Linked DNA regions of Xenopus laevis: region 2 is linked to region 1. The links are chromatin contacts, called in public Hi-C maps. All regions are on one chromosome and are shown on one strand. The core of a region is the stretch at or near the end of the contact, and the rest is flanking DNA. Distances in the headings are between cores, read along the strand shown. Region 1 holds the start of LOC108699226 (homeobox protein Meis2). Region 2 overlaps LOC108699226 (homeobox protein Meis2).

Evidence for each region. Hi-C and Micro-C count contacts between places; a contact is called where the count stands out from the background.
Region 2: a contact with region 1 is called in a Hi-C map of the XTC cell line, with 4 times the contacts expected there. The contact joins the enhancer-like site here to the promoter of LOC108699226 in region 1. A contact is called at or near these places in 2 of 4 Hi-C or Micro-C datasets (the XTC cell line and animal cap).

The regions. Positions count from the first base shown.
Region 1 is chr8L:103,503,489-103,507,021 of Xenopus_laevis_v10.1, forward strand. LOC108699226 (homeobox protein Meis2) reads left to right here and starts at 1,571. Exons shown (of 13, transcript XM_018231176.2): 1 at 1,571-2,587; 2 at 3,388-3,533. The coding sequence starts at 2,576.
Region 2 is chr8L:103,597,368-103,601,025 of Xenopus_laevis_v10.1, forward strand. All of the region lies in intron 9 of LOC108699226 (homeobox protein Meis2), which reads left to right. Among protein-coding and RNA genes, the nearest start is that of LOC108699226, 94 kb to the left of the region's middle. Within about 2 kb of position 1,989, at least 1 of the 7 cell types and tissues checked has an H3K27ac peak or open chromatin away from gene starts, as enhancers often do.

The DNA.
Region 1 (3,533 bases), core at 321-2,820:
TGTATAGTAAGCCTATTATATACATATGTATATTCATAGTACTGTATATCCCAAACATTAATATTAGACCCTTCACCATCTTCGTGAATACAAAAACCCTGGAAATATGTAGTGAGCGATTAACCTGCTATTTATGCCAAACACAAAGCTTTTCCACTTGCTGCAATGGTCTCCAGAACCACATGCACGTACCAATCTGATTGCTCTATTCAAAACCAGTTATATGCTAGGATCTCCACTGAGCAACTGCCAACTGCAACTGCCATCCGAATGCCCAAGAACCATCAGATCTCTGCAACTCATTGCCTGCTTACTGAGTCCTCTCTGGCAACACAACAATTCTCGTTTCGTTTCATCCTTAAAACGGGGATTATTTCAGGGGGCATTATTTTACCCTGCTTTGGGGGCGACTGTAGAGGGCATTGGCCTGTGGCTTTCAGGGATGCACTGGAAACAAAATATCTATTGGCAAAGCAGAAATCACACCAGTAATAGGCGTAATTATCGGCAGCTATTGTTCACATCAAAGTTTAAAACTCTTAGTACTACAGAGTAGAATAATAACAATGCTGGGAGTTGTAGTTCAGAATTGTTTTTAATAATTAGCCAGTTAAGGGTAGTTTACTTGCTCTATGCTACTTGCTCTATGCTACTTGCTCTATACTACTTGCCCTATACTACTTGCCCTATACTACTTGCTCTATGCTACTTACTCTATACTACTTGCTCTTTACTACTTGCCCTATACCACTTGCTCTATACTACTTGCCCTATACTACTTGCTCTATACTACTTGCTCTATACTACTTGCCCTATACTACTTGCTCTATACCACTTGCTCTATACTACTTGCCCTATACTACTTGCTCTATACTACTTGCCCTATACTACTTGCCCTATACTACTTGCCCTATACTACTTGCTCTATACTACTTGCTCTATACTACTTGCTCTATGCTACTTGCTCTATGCTACTTGCTCATATATATAATAATAATGCTAGAAGTTGTAGTTCAGAATTGTTTTTAATAATTAGCCAGTAGTTTAAGGGCCAGCTGGAGGGCAACAGGTAGGGCACATTTATCAATTCTATACTTATGATCTCAGCAAGTTGGAGAAATGTCTGAGTAATTGTGTATTGGGGGAAGAGGTTTAATATAAATCAGAGCTTCAACCCTGCTCTTGTACTACATTCCCCAGTTCTTCTTTGCATAAATGATGACACGTCAAGTGAAATATTGTGTTTTTATCTAATTGCCCCTCTCTGATCCCAGGGCCATGGCTGTGAGTTGAATTTTCTCCACGTCACATGACAGAGCTCAATAACCTGCTGTGACTGTCCCCCGTGTCCCCCTGGTTCCAGAGAATAAGCTAAAATCGTGAAGAAATCGCTGGCGAGCTGATGGGAAGGTGGTGTGTGTGTGTTACTTTGTGGTTGTGTGGGATGGAGAGGGAGAGGATGAGTTGTGAGAGAGAATGCTGTGGATGTAGCCTCCCATTGCCTGCCTCCTGGCCCTGCCCGTCTAGCAGGAGCTTTGCTGATTGCACGCCGCCCCTCGCATTGCCTCTTTAGTCTCTGCCTCCCTCCATGTGTCTGTGCCGTACGACTGGCTCCCTCTACTTCCGGGTCCCGTCATTTTCATTCTCCCGCCGATCAGCTCAACAAACTGAGTCTCTTGTATAAGGCAGCAGCAGCCAACCTGCCAGCAGTCAGTCATCTGCCAGAGACAGGCTGAAATTCCCCACCTCATCCTCCCAACTCAGCTCCACATTCTCTGCACGCGGAAGCACTTTTGCTCTTTTGCTCTCATTGCCTTTTGTAACCAGTTTTTTTTTATATATTTATTTGTGCTTTTTTTTTTTTTTTTTTTTACTAAATTGGTTTCTCTTCATCATTTGGATCTAGAATTTTTTTTTTCCGCGTGTCACTGGGGGAAAAAATAAAAATAAAAGAGACAGAGATCTGTAGGGAGCTGTCAAGAGGAGTTTACAGGAGATAGGAGCAGCAGGGGAGACGCGTAAGGAAAGAGAGAGAGAGAGAGGGGTTGGAAGATTTGCTGCTCAATCGTATCTTCATCAATATCACCATCATCTTCCTCCTCCTCTCCTGCCACCATCCCTCATTCAACGCGCTGACATGCTCTGCCTCTGATTGACATCTGAAGTGGCGGAGAGCCATGACAGTCCTCACTCTGGGTACGTGTGGCTCTCTCCTCCAGGGCCGCCACTGACCCCCCAACTTGGAATTTTTGGACACTTTATTTCCTACTGATCATTTGATTAAAAAAAAAAAACAAAAACAAAAAAAAAGGAAGAAAAAACTAAACACAAACAAGGACAACCAGGAGCCTTTACCCCACCCCCGCGCATTGGCTTCTGAATTAACATGATTATTTGATAGCATTTTTTTTTATCTTCTCGGAGCCGGCTAAAGAATCTTTGTTGGATTGCAGCAGGAACAAGAAATATTTTGGTTCTTACACCCCCTAGCCCCCCATTGCTGGGACTGGCGAGGCTTTATTCTGGGAGCAGGGGCCGAGGAGATACCCTAGGGCTGCCGGACAGCTGTTTATTGATGGCGCAAAGGGTAGGTTTAATTGCCCCCAGCTATATCCTTGTGCTCTGGGGCTGCTGTATGACCTGGGGGTGGGAAGGGGGTGCAAGGGAGATTTAGGGATCACTGTGTGTTTAATAAAGAGTGAATATGAGTGATTAGTGTTTAGGTATCTCCTCTCTCTCTCTCTCACCACTTCTCTCTCTCTCTCTCTCTCTCTCTCTGCTTCTCTCTCTCTCTCTCTTTCTCTCTCTCACTCACACACACTCTCTCATTCTCCCCTTCCCCAGCATTCAGCCCAGTCTCTTGCTCTTGCTTCGCTTCCTACACTCTTCTCTTCTAACACATTTTCTTCCAAATATAAATTTTTTTATTTTTTCTACATTTTATCGGAGAATTGTAGATCCTAATAACTTATTATTGATATTATTATTATTATTACAACTATTTTCTCGGGAAGAGTGATTTTTTTTGGATGAGCTGTAAAGACCTTACACACGCCTCAATGTTCCTGGTAACTTCCTTACCCCATGGAACTACAGTTTTATTTATTTTCCATTTTCCTTTCTGTCTCTTTCTCCCTTTCTCTACATATTTTTACATCTTTGGATTTTTTTTTAATTTGCACATTTAGATGACTTAATATTATATTTTATTTTCCATCCAGCTGATATTTTTGCTGGCACTTATTTTACTGTTTATTTAATCCCTCTATTTCGCCTGTCTCCTCGGGCCTTGTCTCTCCTAGCAATAACTCTTCCTCCTTTTCTGTTACTGTATCCTTGGCAAATGTTCTGTATTTCCCCTAAATTCATCTTTTCTTTTTCTGGCAGTACGATGAGTTACCGCACTATGGCATGGACGGAGTGGGGGTGCCAACGTCAATGTACGGCGACCCCCATGCCCCTCGCCCTATCCCACCGGTACACCATTTAAACCACGGACCCCCCCTCCATGCCAGCCAGCACTATGGAACACA
Region 2 (3,658 bases), core at 739-3,238, 94 kb after region 1:
CCTGCTTTCACCTGGGCAATGGTCACCCATCATCATCATCATTCATCATTATGTAAACTAACTTGTACCATTCTGCCTAGTTATCATGCTCCAGGTGTGCCTCTGTTCTTAAAGCCTTCCACCCATGTAAGCTGCTGCTGCTGATTGTAACACTGCATACAGCAATTTGTTCTTGGGATTTGTGGTAATTAAGGAAGTACCTGAGCGAATGACACAACCACATTTAGTTATTTTCTGGCAGTTTTTTTAAAGTGATACTATTACCTGTCATTACAGTTGCAGTAGACATACTTTTTAGAACTTGCCCTATTCAAAGCTTTCTTTAAATCTTAGTCACATTAGAAAAAAAAATAGATATTATTTTCAAAGGCATACTTTCACCCATTAATAAATACTCTTTTAAAAATCTCATAGAAATGAATGGAGAGTGGCGGAATTTCACACTAGTGGACTGTGGTGATCTCTAACTTTACTCAATGATAAATATTCCCCATTGAATTTTAGGGGGTAGATAATGTTTAAATTGGAATGAAAATTAGGACCTGTTGATGCATGTCTGAATTTTTTATACAAGGTTTGCTATTCAGCTGAGTTCAGAAATGTTGCATTTGGTACATCCCTAGCATATATACTGAACCATATTCAGTTTGATGAAACTGCCACATGGAATTGAGAAGAGGAACTGAAGAAACATATTCATTTTCCTGACACACATGTAATGTGCTATTCCAGTACAATACAATACTATGTACATGTTGTTATGGTGAATCCCAGTGACACTCAAGAGCACAAATGAAATGAACCATTTTTAGGGTATTATGGTCAAAAGTTAACAAAATAAATATCTAGGGTTCCATGCTGCAGATATTTGTAGGTGCCCACAAAAGTCTAAAAAGTATGACCGGCACCAACAGATCCACCTGCTCCTTGATAGATCCTAAAACAAGTGATACCTGGATACCTTGCAGTGGATTGGTCAATATAAAAATCCCACCTCTGCTACAGATTCATCAATAAGCGCTGCTGCATGAATACCTACAATGTGTATCCTACCTGCGCCTCTCAAGCAACAGTTTTCATGCAACCTAAAGATACTGGAGCCTCTATATTAAAGAGGTGGAAACTATGTCGATTTTATCTAAGCCTTCTTAATAAGCAGTCAAAAATGTTCTTCAAGGAGTCGCTTTGTTGGGCATAGAGTGAAATCGAAACTGATAAAGCATTTGATGATATACTCAGTGGAACTGTGCTGTTGAAAGCGGCTTGGGAGGATGTAGAAATCCAAAGAAATTGAAAGCTGCACAAATTATGTAGGAGAGCGGACCTGCTACATTGTTCAAGAGTCAGAACCTGAAACTAGAAAGGGATTAACAAATGCTGCTTTCAATTGCAACAGTGTTTATTAATACAACTATTAAACTTTTTTTTTTAATTAATGTGTATTGGAAGTTTCTTAGAGTTATATATACTGTGTGTGTGTATATATATATATATATATAATACACAAAAGCTATGAATATCTTGTAAATTATATCCTTATAAACGGTGAGTTCTGATGTCATCAGTTATAAACGGTGAGTTTTGATGTCATTTCTGTCACATGACTCACTGAAACTTGTGTATTATAATGAATAGAGTACCACAGTTGCAAAATATGAGGATATTAGAAGTTACCTCGGAGTTCCATGACCTGTATAAAAACGGTCATGAAACTCCTCAGTGATTTATAATAGCCTTATCATGTACAAGAGGGGGTACTTTATTCACTATATATTTATTATATATGATACATGATCATTTGCTGTAACCCCAGCTTAGAGGCAAGAGCGCTCTGGTGATGGAGAGCAATCAACAGAGGGCTCCCAGTTTACTAAACATTTCTGTGTAGTATCCAAAGAAATGACCCTTGTTTGAACCTTCAACCCTCCATTTAATGACTTGTTTGAAGACAGCCTGGAGTCCTGGGTTGGAGGTGTGTTGGGGGTGGGGGATTGCTAATGGTTTCCAGGCCTCAGAGGGTCTTTGTTGGGGGAGTAGCTTGCTGCGTATCCTCGTATACAGTGGTCCTGGTCCAGGAAGGATATCTTAGTATTGATTCTGGATGCTATATAATGGGTATTGTGAATTTTAAGCCAATAAAAATCAATATTTTTAAGTATTACATGTGATTTAAAGCAACATTGAGTCATAACCCAAATTAGACTTGGGGATTTGAACCTACTTCTGTTCTACTGGTGGGCTATGCTACCAATCATAAATGTCACTATAGCGGTGCATTACACTGAATTATTTAAAAACTGTATGCACTGACTAAAACACGCGAAGACTAAGGGTTGTTTGTTGCATGGTTTTATATTGAAAAGTTGTAAGTGCCGCATGTCAACAGATCTTCTGGCCCATATGGGTGAAAATACGGGTTTCTATATTTGTTATCACGGAGGTAGGCATAGATTCATAGTTTCAGTAGCATTTACTATGTGTACTTGCAGCAATAGTCATGTTTAATCCACAGGAGGTGTAGGTCTATGGGGGTCTGCTTTATACTGGTACCTTTTATTTGTTTAACTCGAAACATGGAGGATTAATGGCAACAATTACCAGTTAAGGTAACATGAAAAATTGCAGGCACTCATTCTGGGATTACCATCTAAATTAAATCCAGCCTTAACGGCCCAGTGACTTATGGCTCTGCATGTCCTTGTCAAATAGGGGACCATTACTACCTGCTTTTAGGGAGGGGGGTGGAGGGAAAGTTCCCTCTGTGGCTAATGCCAAACACATGTGTGTGTAAAGTATGCACACCCTGTTCCCTTCACACCCCTACTGGTAAATAGAAATGGTGCATGCCAGTTCCCTTGGGTTCAGGTTAATGCAGTGCTGTGGGCGCCTTTAACCCTTCACTGTCTAACAGCTGATAAATCTGTCATTCCCACCCCAATTCCCACATTCCTTATACACGTCTTTGTGTGACTCTTGTACCCTCCTAGACTTGTAATTTAGGCTCAGGCCATCATTGAACAGCCATTAGATTTAGGAGTGTAGCCGCACCTTCAGTGGCAAATGATGAATGTTGTATTTAGCAGCCGGGGTTGCATTTTGGTGTAGACCTTGGTTCAGGCTACAAATAAACATATAGTAGTATAGTAGTAACATATATGGTGTGTGGCTCTGTTCTTTGAGCAAAAAATCATAAATCAAAAATAAAGAAAAGAGAGAAAAAGAAGGTTATAAGTTATAAAGTGGTCTCTTACCAGGGAAACCCAATCGTTTTTTTGCAGTATGCGGAAAATTCAAGAATAGTAAAAGACCACCTACTAGTAAAGCAGTAGACCAAGGATTTATAAAGTTAAAAAGACTTTATTAGGACATACAGAAGCCTTAGAAAGTCTACTGCTTTACTACTAGTTGGTCTCTTCCTATTCATGAATCTTCTTTGATTCAGGCTGCCTTGTTCACTATTCCAAGCATTTATTTTTGCATTTGAACCTTTTAGTGGATAGAAAGAGATTTTTTTTGATCTCTGCAGCAGTCACATTATAAACTGCAATATATCAGCATTGTGAACATTAGGCAGGTGCACCCACGGCCACTGGCAGGGATTCATTGATTATTTGTTTTATTTAATCCACATCTATTAAGTGCAGTATTCATTAAGCAT